Regions from separate parts of the Mus musculus genome. Here region 2 is linked to region 1. Evidence: chromatin contacts called from public Hi-C data. All regions are on one chromosome and are shown on one strand. Each heading gives the region's core, a stretch centred on a gene start, on an enhancer-like site or on the middle of the called end of the contact. The rest is flanking DNA. Distances are from core to core; before and after follow the strand shown.

What was found. Hi-C and Micro-C count contacts between places; a contact is called where the count stands out from the background.
Region 2: a contact with region 1 is called in a Hi-C map of regulatory T cells, with 5 times the contacts expected there. The contact joins the promoter of Ufd1 here to the promoter of Parn in region 1. A contact is called at or near these places in 1 of 39 promoter capture datasets (cranial neural crest) and 2 of 484 Hi-C or Micro-C datasets (CD4 T cells and regulatory T cells).

The regions. Positions count from the first base shown.
Region 1 is chr16:13,666,079-13,669,774 of GRCm38.p6, reverse strand. Parn (poly(A)-specific ribonuclease (deadenylation nuclease)) reads left to right here and starts at 1,605. Exons shown (of 24, transcript NM_028761.3): 1 at 1,605-1,764; 2 at 2,164-2,241. The coding sequence starts at 1,746.
Region 2 is chr16:18,810,358-18,814,144 of GRCm38.p6, reverse strand. Ufd1 (ubiquitin recognition factor in ER-associated degradation 1) reads right to left here and starts at 1,851. Exons shown (of 12, transcript NM_011672.4): 1 at 1,728-1,851. The coding sequence starts at 1,730. Cdc45 (cell division cycle 45) reads left to right here and starts at 2,173. Exons shown (of 19, transcript NM_001358206.1): 1 at 2,173-2,630; 2 at 2,781-2,840; 3 at 3,664-3,756. The coding sequence starts at 2,580.

The DNA.
Region 1 (3,696 bases), core at 356-2,855:
ACAGAGAATAATTTCCAAAGTTCTGTGACCCTAGGTTACCCTCACTAATGCACTCTGTTAAAATAAAGAAGCAAACTGTATATATTTAGATATGAGAGGAAATAATCTAACAATGACTAGCTGGGACCAGCAAGTCTAAGGTTCTAGTACTTGTTCAGTCTCACAAGGCTGGATGTCTAAGTTGGTCTTTTGGAAGGAGGGCCTCAATGCCAGTGAAGGAATGGACTTCCTACAGGGTAAGCAGGCAAAGAGTAAGCGCTTCCTTCTTCCAGGTCCTTACATAGGCTGCCAGCAGAAGGTTGGCCCAGATTAGAGTTGTGTCTTCCTACCTCAAGATCTAGATTAAAGGTGTGTGTCTTCTTGCCTCAAGATCTGGATTAAGCATGTATGTCTTCCTACCTCAGAGGTCTGGACTAGAAGTGAATTCACTCACTGTAAATCAAGCAGGAAATCTCTCACAGGTGTGCCTTCCATTTCTGAATTGTAGCTTAGTACAGATATTGTCAAGTTGACACCCAAGAATAGCCATCACACGGGGTCTCATTTACTCTTTGGAGGATAAATATTGGAAAGATTACAGTTGTTAACAGCCAACTATCTAGCCCCTGTGAACACTTTATCTCTGGAATAAGCCAGCAGGGGCTGGCTAACAAAATCCTGAAACTCTTTGAGGTGAGCTGAATGTAGGGCTGGAGAGATGGCTCAGAGGTTAAGAGTACTTGCCACTTTTGTAGAGTGTTAGGTCACAAAGTAGGCTCCCAAAAATGGCTCTGCCTTTTCTGATTACCTAACACTCTCTGCTGCAGAATTTTGCTCTTTATCTCCATAGCAACTATCATGTTTCCAAGTAGCAAGTCTGATGTCTGCCTGGCTTTTTTTTTTTTTTCTTCTTATCCAAGTTTTACGCTGCAATGGGACAACCACCATGATTTGTCATCACAGTGTCTCTCTTCTACCAGAGTGGCATAGAACCGGAACTCAGTCAATATGGGGCATAGAGATGGTTCCGTGGGTAAGAGCACTTGCTGTGGAGTCATCCAGACTCATGGACAAATCCCCAGCACCCATGAAAAAAAAGCTAGGCACAGCCCTGCAATCTTGTAAACCCAGTGTTGGGAGTCAGAGACTGGCATTTTAGGCGCCACTCCGGCTGAAACAAGTTCAGTCAGTGAGAGAGACCCTGTCTCAAGGAAGGTGGAGAACAAGAACAGCCACGGGAGGTCCTTCTTTGCTTACTACTAGTGATCACCGACCGCCACACAAATGCGCACGTATACTTCTCCAACACTTTACCCCACAAATTAAGCAAGAATTATATATTTGTATATATAAAATTAATTTAAAAATTTTTAGACAGACTCTCATTATGTTCCCTAAGCTGGCCTCGAATTTGCAAATTCTCCTGCCTCATCCTTCTCAGACTGGAATTATAGACCCAGGGGAAACCAGTCCATATGTCTCTTGATCAACCAGGTTCAGGACAGGAAACTTCTCCAACATATGGGCCAGGCCTTGAGACTTTGATAGCAATGCCCCTTTTTCCTTTCTAGGCAGCCCGGAGGGCCCGGGCTCCGCCCCTAACGTGACACAGATCTGACGCAGGCGCAGCGGCGCGCGCTGTTTCCGGAAGTGTCCTGTGCTGTTTCGTGGCGGCCTCCGACATCCCCACGCTGCTTTTGCTGCGGAACTCTGCGCGTGGACCGGCGTCAGCCTGGGCGGGGCCAAGGTTCCGTCTGCGCCGCAGGATGGAGATAATCCGGAGCAGTGCGTGTCCGCCGCACAACCCCCATCCCTGTCCTCAAGCCCACCTAGCGTGCTAGGCCCAGACCTCTCGAGTTTAGCGGGGCCCGGGACAAGTCAGTCCCGCCGGGCAATACTTCCTCTGAAAAGCGGTGCTGCTGGTGGGACTTGTCGCTCTGCAAAGCGTGCACCTTTGGCATCCATGCCTTTCTTTTCCCTGCTCACCTGCTCAGGGCTAGCCCTTTTCAGTCGTGCATACTTTATCTAGTGACCCCTGGAGGAGGTGTCCCTTGTGGTCCTTGAACACTTATTCCGCTTCTCCGATGCCCCGGGAGCTCCTCCGGCCCTTTCTCCCATCTCCCTTTAGTTGGTGGGCAGGAAGGCAGGCCACCTGTTCTGAGCCTTTTCTTGGTTTCTCTGCAGATTTTAAGATTAATCTTCACAAAGTGTACCAGGCCATAGAGGAGGCTGACTTCTTCGCCATCGATGGGGAGTTTTCAGGTATCACTCCCTTGAAAGCTCTGGGCTTACACCTTGTATTGCAAAGGCTCCCTGCCTCCTTCCTCACTGGTCATGGCAAAAGCCTGGGAGAGATGTGGTTTTGTGGTTGGTCAGGGCGTGAGATTTTTGGATAGAGATTATGGTTCTGGTGCTGTTTAAACTAATTTAGGTGTATATGGTTAAAAAGCAGGGGGTTTAGGTTGAGGTCTTTTTCCTGTGACAAAATACACCTATCCAAGTTTATCATTTCGAAATGCACACACTACACACACACACAAATATGTATATGTATATGATGAGTGGAGGCCAGAGGTTGTTTTTGGGTAGCTTATGTTTAAAATAAGTTTTCAACGTGTTTCTCTTGTTGAATCTAGAGCTGGGTATTTTACTAAGATGGCTGGCCAGCAGGCCCCCCGAATCTGTCTCTCCTACAAGATCCATGCTGGGGTTACAGGTGCCAGGATGACAGCTGTGGGGTCCTGTTACTGTGTGCTGACATGCTCAGTTTTTATATGGTGAAGGTCCAAACTCAGGTCCTCGTGTTTGCATGGCAAGCACTTTACGCTTCAAGACATTTCCTAGCTCTATTGCATTTGTTCTTAAGTGGTTTTGGAATTTGGTAGCATTAACTACACTCATGTTGCTGTCCAGCTGGTATCCTCCAGTTCTGGATTTTTTTTTTTTTTTCTTTTTTGGTTTTTTGAGACAGGGTTTCTCTGTATAGCCCTGGCTGTCCTGGAACACACTCTGTAGACCAGGCTGGCCTCGAACTCAGAAATCCGCCTACCTCTGCCTCCCAAGTGCTGGGATCAAAGGCGTGCGCCACCACGCCCGGCTTTTTCTATCTTAAATAGATAACTACTCATGGAATTATTCTATTACTCCCTTTAGCCTCTACCAGCCATCATTTGTCTTTGATTGTGACCACTCTAGACACATCATGTAAGAGGAAACCTATAGTATTGTGAGACTGGCCAGGGCTGTACTTAGACGACAAATAAGGATATTACTTAATGCTTTAGTACAAGTCTTCCTTGGTTAGCTCAGTAGACCCACATGTGCTACGTATGCGTTTAAGTATGTGTACACACATGTGCATGAATAGATGCTGGAGTTCAACACTGAATGCTTTTCCTCAACCACACTCTATTTTTTGAGGCAGTGTCTCAACCTGCAATGCACCTGGTCGCCCAGTGTGCTTCAGGGATCCGCTGCTCTCGGCAGTGCTGCACGGAGCTGTTTGCATGGGTTCTAGGGATTCCAGTTCAGGTCCTCACGCTTACACAGCAAGCAGTTTGCTGACTGAGCCATCTCTCCATCCTGTAATTATGATTTCTCTGTGAATGTAAGAATCCAGCCTAGGCCCTCATGTGCAAGGCAAGCAAGCACTTCTACCAGTGAACTACACCCACAGCACAGATGAATGTTAATTTTTAAAAAGTGTGATACAGGCAC
Region 2 (3,787 bases), core at 602-3,101, 5.1 Mb before region 1:
ACAAGGAAGATAACAATAAAATACCTATGTCTAGGAGTTTTAAAGACAAGAAACAGGTATCGGGACAGAGAGCACCCGAGAATGGATGTTAACCAAGTGTTCAGGAGGAGACCCTCATTAAAGACCTACATGTCTGAGTGTCAACTGGGCAAGAAACCCAAAAGAGCATTGCAGGTGGTGAAAAGCAGATGCCCATGTATGTATTCCTCCACCTGGCTTTCAGTAACAATGCTTTTTCTTCTTCAGCAAGCCTCCCTTGCTTTGGCAGGGGTCAGAGTTAGTGCTTCTCCTGGTGCTCACAGCACAGAACAGACCTGCACACTGCATATCAAGTATTTTCTCATACCAGCCAGCAAAGTCAAGACACGAAGAACTACATCCAAGACAGTCTGCTGACCTTCACATGCACATACGGGCTCACATACCCACCCGAAGGCTTCTATTCTCAAGCCCACGTGCACACCAACATCCCCCACCAATAAACTGTTCTTCAGTTACTAGTACACAAGTTTTCAGTCTTTTTTTTTTTTTTTTTTGGTTTATTCGAGACAGGGTTTCTCTGTATCGTCCTGGCTGTCCTGGAACTCACTTTGTAGACCAGGCTGGCCTTGAACTCAGAAATCTGCCTGCCTCTGCTTCCCTAGTGCTGGGATTAAAGGCGTGCTTCAGTCTTTTATCTTTTTCTTTAAGTACCAGAACTGTGTGACTCAGTCTTAGGTGCATAACCCACAAAGCCCTTTTTTGAGCCATGGGGTTGGGGGGTGGGGGGTGTGTGCTCGTCAAAGCATCTTCACCTATGCCATCCATCTAACCTACTGCTTCTCTCTGGAACATAAACAACGTACATGAAGTATGCAACACCCGAACGGTATCCTTCCAACTCAGCCACCAATGAACATGAGCTTCTATCATCCATGTTACTTCCTTTAAAGCTTTTATGCCTAACACATCAAACACTCAGTGCTGGTTATGTAAATGAACTTAGACAGGGACTTACTGTGACACTCAGGATAAAAATCTAATAATCACTTCTTGTTTTTAACAAACAAACAAATGGCACGGAGTCAACACTATATACAGGAGTGATGAGACATCACTGCAGCCGGATGGACTTGACTTCCAACCTCTGAGCCTCACTTTCCTGAGTACCACCTCTCTAAGTTTTAGTTCTACCGGTAAATATAATAACTACGTACCTATGTTCCATGGGGAATGCAGGAATTAAATAAGTATACGTTGATAGAAAAAAGGCGCACTACATATTACCTATTGTCGTTATCACAACGTGATGAACACAACGTGACATACAGCCTAAGACATGATTTCTACTAAATAAAAGGTCAGGGAACTTTGGCTGAGCTTAATGTCCTTCGTTTTCTCCTCCCTCGCGCCACTCCCCCAAGAAATCTCCAGTTAACTCCGAGTTCATGGAAACTTGTTGCGTGTCGAGCACTTATGAGAACTATCGACATAAAGTAGCAGGTTCCTTTTTACTCTCGGGGCTGCTGTCCCGCCGAAAGGCATTCGAGTCATGACTCGGACAAGCTAAGAAGAAAAGAGGTGGCTCGTAATTATGGGTCCCACTTGGGACAGAAGCTCTCGGGACAGTGTCGGGGCCCGACGCAGGCCCGGGTGACTCGGCACCTCCGCCACCAGGTCCAGGCCCTCCCTGCCAGCTCCAGGGGCAACTCTGGCATCATCCGGTTCGCGATCCCCGGTCAACTCACCATGACTGACAGCGTTTGGTGATGCCGCTTCTTTTCCTGAACCTTACAATAAAAACCCACAGCTCCCTCTTTGCAGTCCAGGCCACTGCTCTGAAACCCAGAAACCGCGAGAGGCTCGCCGGAAGTGACGGAACACCGCAGGGGATGGGGTACGGAGGCCTGAAGTCAGCGGCGGAAAAACAGAAAGTCATGGGAAGGCCTGAGGTTTGAATATTACTTAAAGTAAACATTAAAACACTTGATAATTGATTTCACAGGATAGCGACTGTTTATAATGTTTAGATAGTACTCTCTTCCAAACAACTTGATAGGAGCCGTTCTCCTTACGGACTACAATACCCAGAATGCAGCTAGAGTTTCCGGCGTTGATCCCGGCCATCATGGATTCGGGCGGAAGTAATCTATAGCTCACTCTAATTCGACGAACCGTGTATTGGAAACTTATTGGAAACACATTCAAATAATGTGTGACTGAATTTACTTTATGTCTAAGAGTATATTGTTTTCTAAGTATGCCAGGGTCAGATAATAGACCTTCCTTCCCGAAGTAAAGATGTCTGCCAAACATAGGTGGTTTTGGGTGACTGGACGTTAGCGTCAACACCGGCAACAAGGTTCGCAGCCTGAGGAAAGATGTTTCATTTTTTGAGGGACGGGCGGGTCTTATCCAGCTGCGAATAGCAGAGCATTATTGGCTGTCCCCAGTAGGAACCAATCAGAAAGGAGGAAAGGCTAAGAATTATTGGCTGCTGGCGTGGACCAATCAGAAGAGCTGTGATTTGGCGGGAGTCTTGACGACCTCCGGGGCTGTCCGTGTCTCAGCGCCAGTTCTAGGTATCCGCCGCTGTGGCTATGTTCGTGACCGATTTCCGCAAGGAGTTCTACGAGACGGTCCACAACCAGGTGACTCCCATTCCACGATCCTGATCCAAACCTTATCTGGGGGCTGGGGAGAAGAGGGCGAGTGTCCGTGGATGGGCCGGGAGGTCAGAGAGTTGCCACAGAGTTTAGCGTCCCTGTGTTCAACTCATCTGTCCACGTTTGCTTCTACAGAGGGTCCTTCTCTTTGTGGCCTCGGACGTGGATGCCTTGTGTGCTTGCAAGATCCTCCAGGTGAGCTTTGAATACCTTAGGAAGGTAGGACAGGAGGGAGAGGTGACAGATCAGGGTTGGCCCCAGCAGGGGGTAGGTCACAGAAGGGGAGGGACCAGAAGGAGCAGGCAGGAGGTGAGGAACCCAAAATATCCTCTCTGACCTATACTGGAGCTAGAGAGAAGTATAGTGCAAACAGTGAGACAAGTACGTAGTGTTTTATACAGTAACCCAAGTGAAAATGGTTTCACTTCTGAAATCTTTGAATTTGTAAATGACCTCTCAAAGATGGAATTTGAGAGAGGAGATGTGACAGTGGGGAGTGGTATAATAGGGAGTGCAGGAAATACAGGAGCCCCGAGTCTATTAGAGAAGATTGTTAGTTTGGGCTCTGACCATAGTGTGGTTTGTTTTTTTGTTTTTGTTTTTTCAAGACAGGGTTTCTCTGTGTAGCCCTGGCTGTCCTGGAACTCACTTTATAGACCAGGCTGGCCTCGAACTCAAATCCATCTCCCTCTGCCTTCCGAGTGCTGGGATTAAAGGCGTGCGTGCGCCACCACACCCGGCTCATAGTGTGGTTTTTACAATGTGCTGGGGTTAGGAATTTTTCAGAACCCCTGTAATTAAAATTAGGGTATTTTTTTTCTCTTAATGTTTTACTTTGGCACACTGTACAGATTCAGATTGAATTCTTGCTCACAGCCTTGCCACGTAGCTTCTCCTATTGACCTTTTACCAAACAGCATATCACATAGATCTTTGTCTCAACTCAACTAGTCTGCTTCTGGTGATTGCAGGTAAGTTATCTTTAATGAGGGTTTCTGACCACATGCTCTCTCTCCAGGCCCTGTTTCAGTGTGACCACGTCCAGTATACGCTGGTTCCGGTTTCTGGGTGGCAAGAACTTGAAACTGCATATCTTGAACATAAAGAGCAGGTATGAACTAATGAATTGGAGAATAATTAGG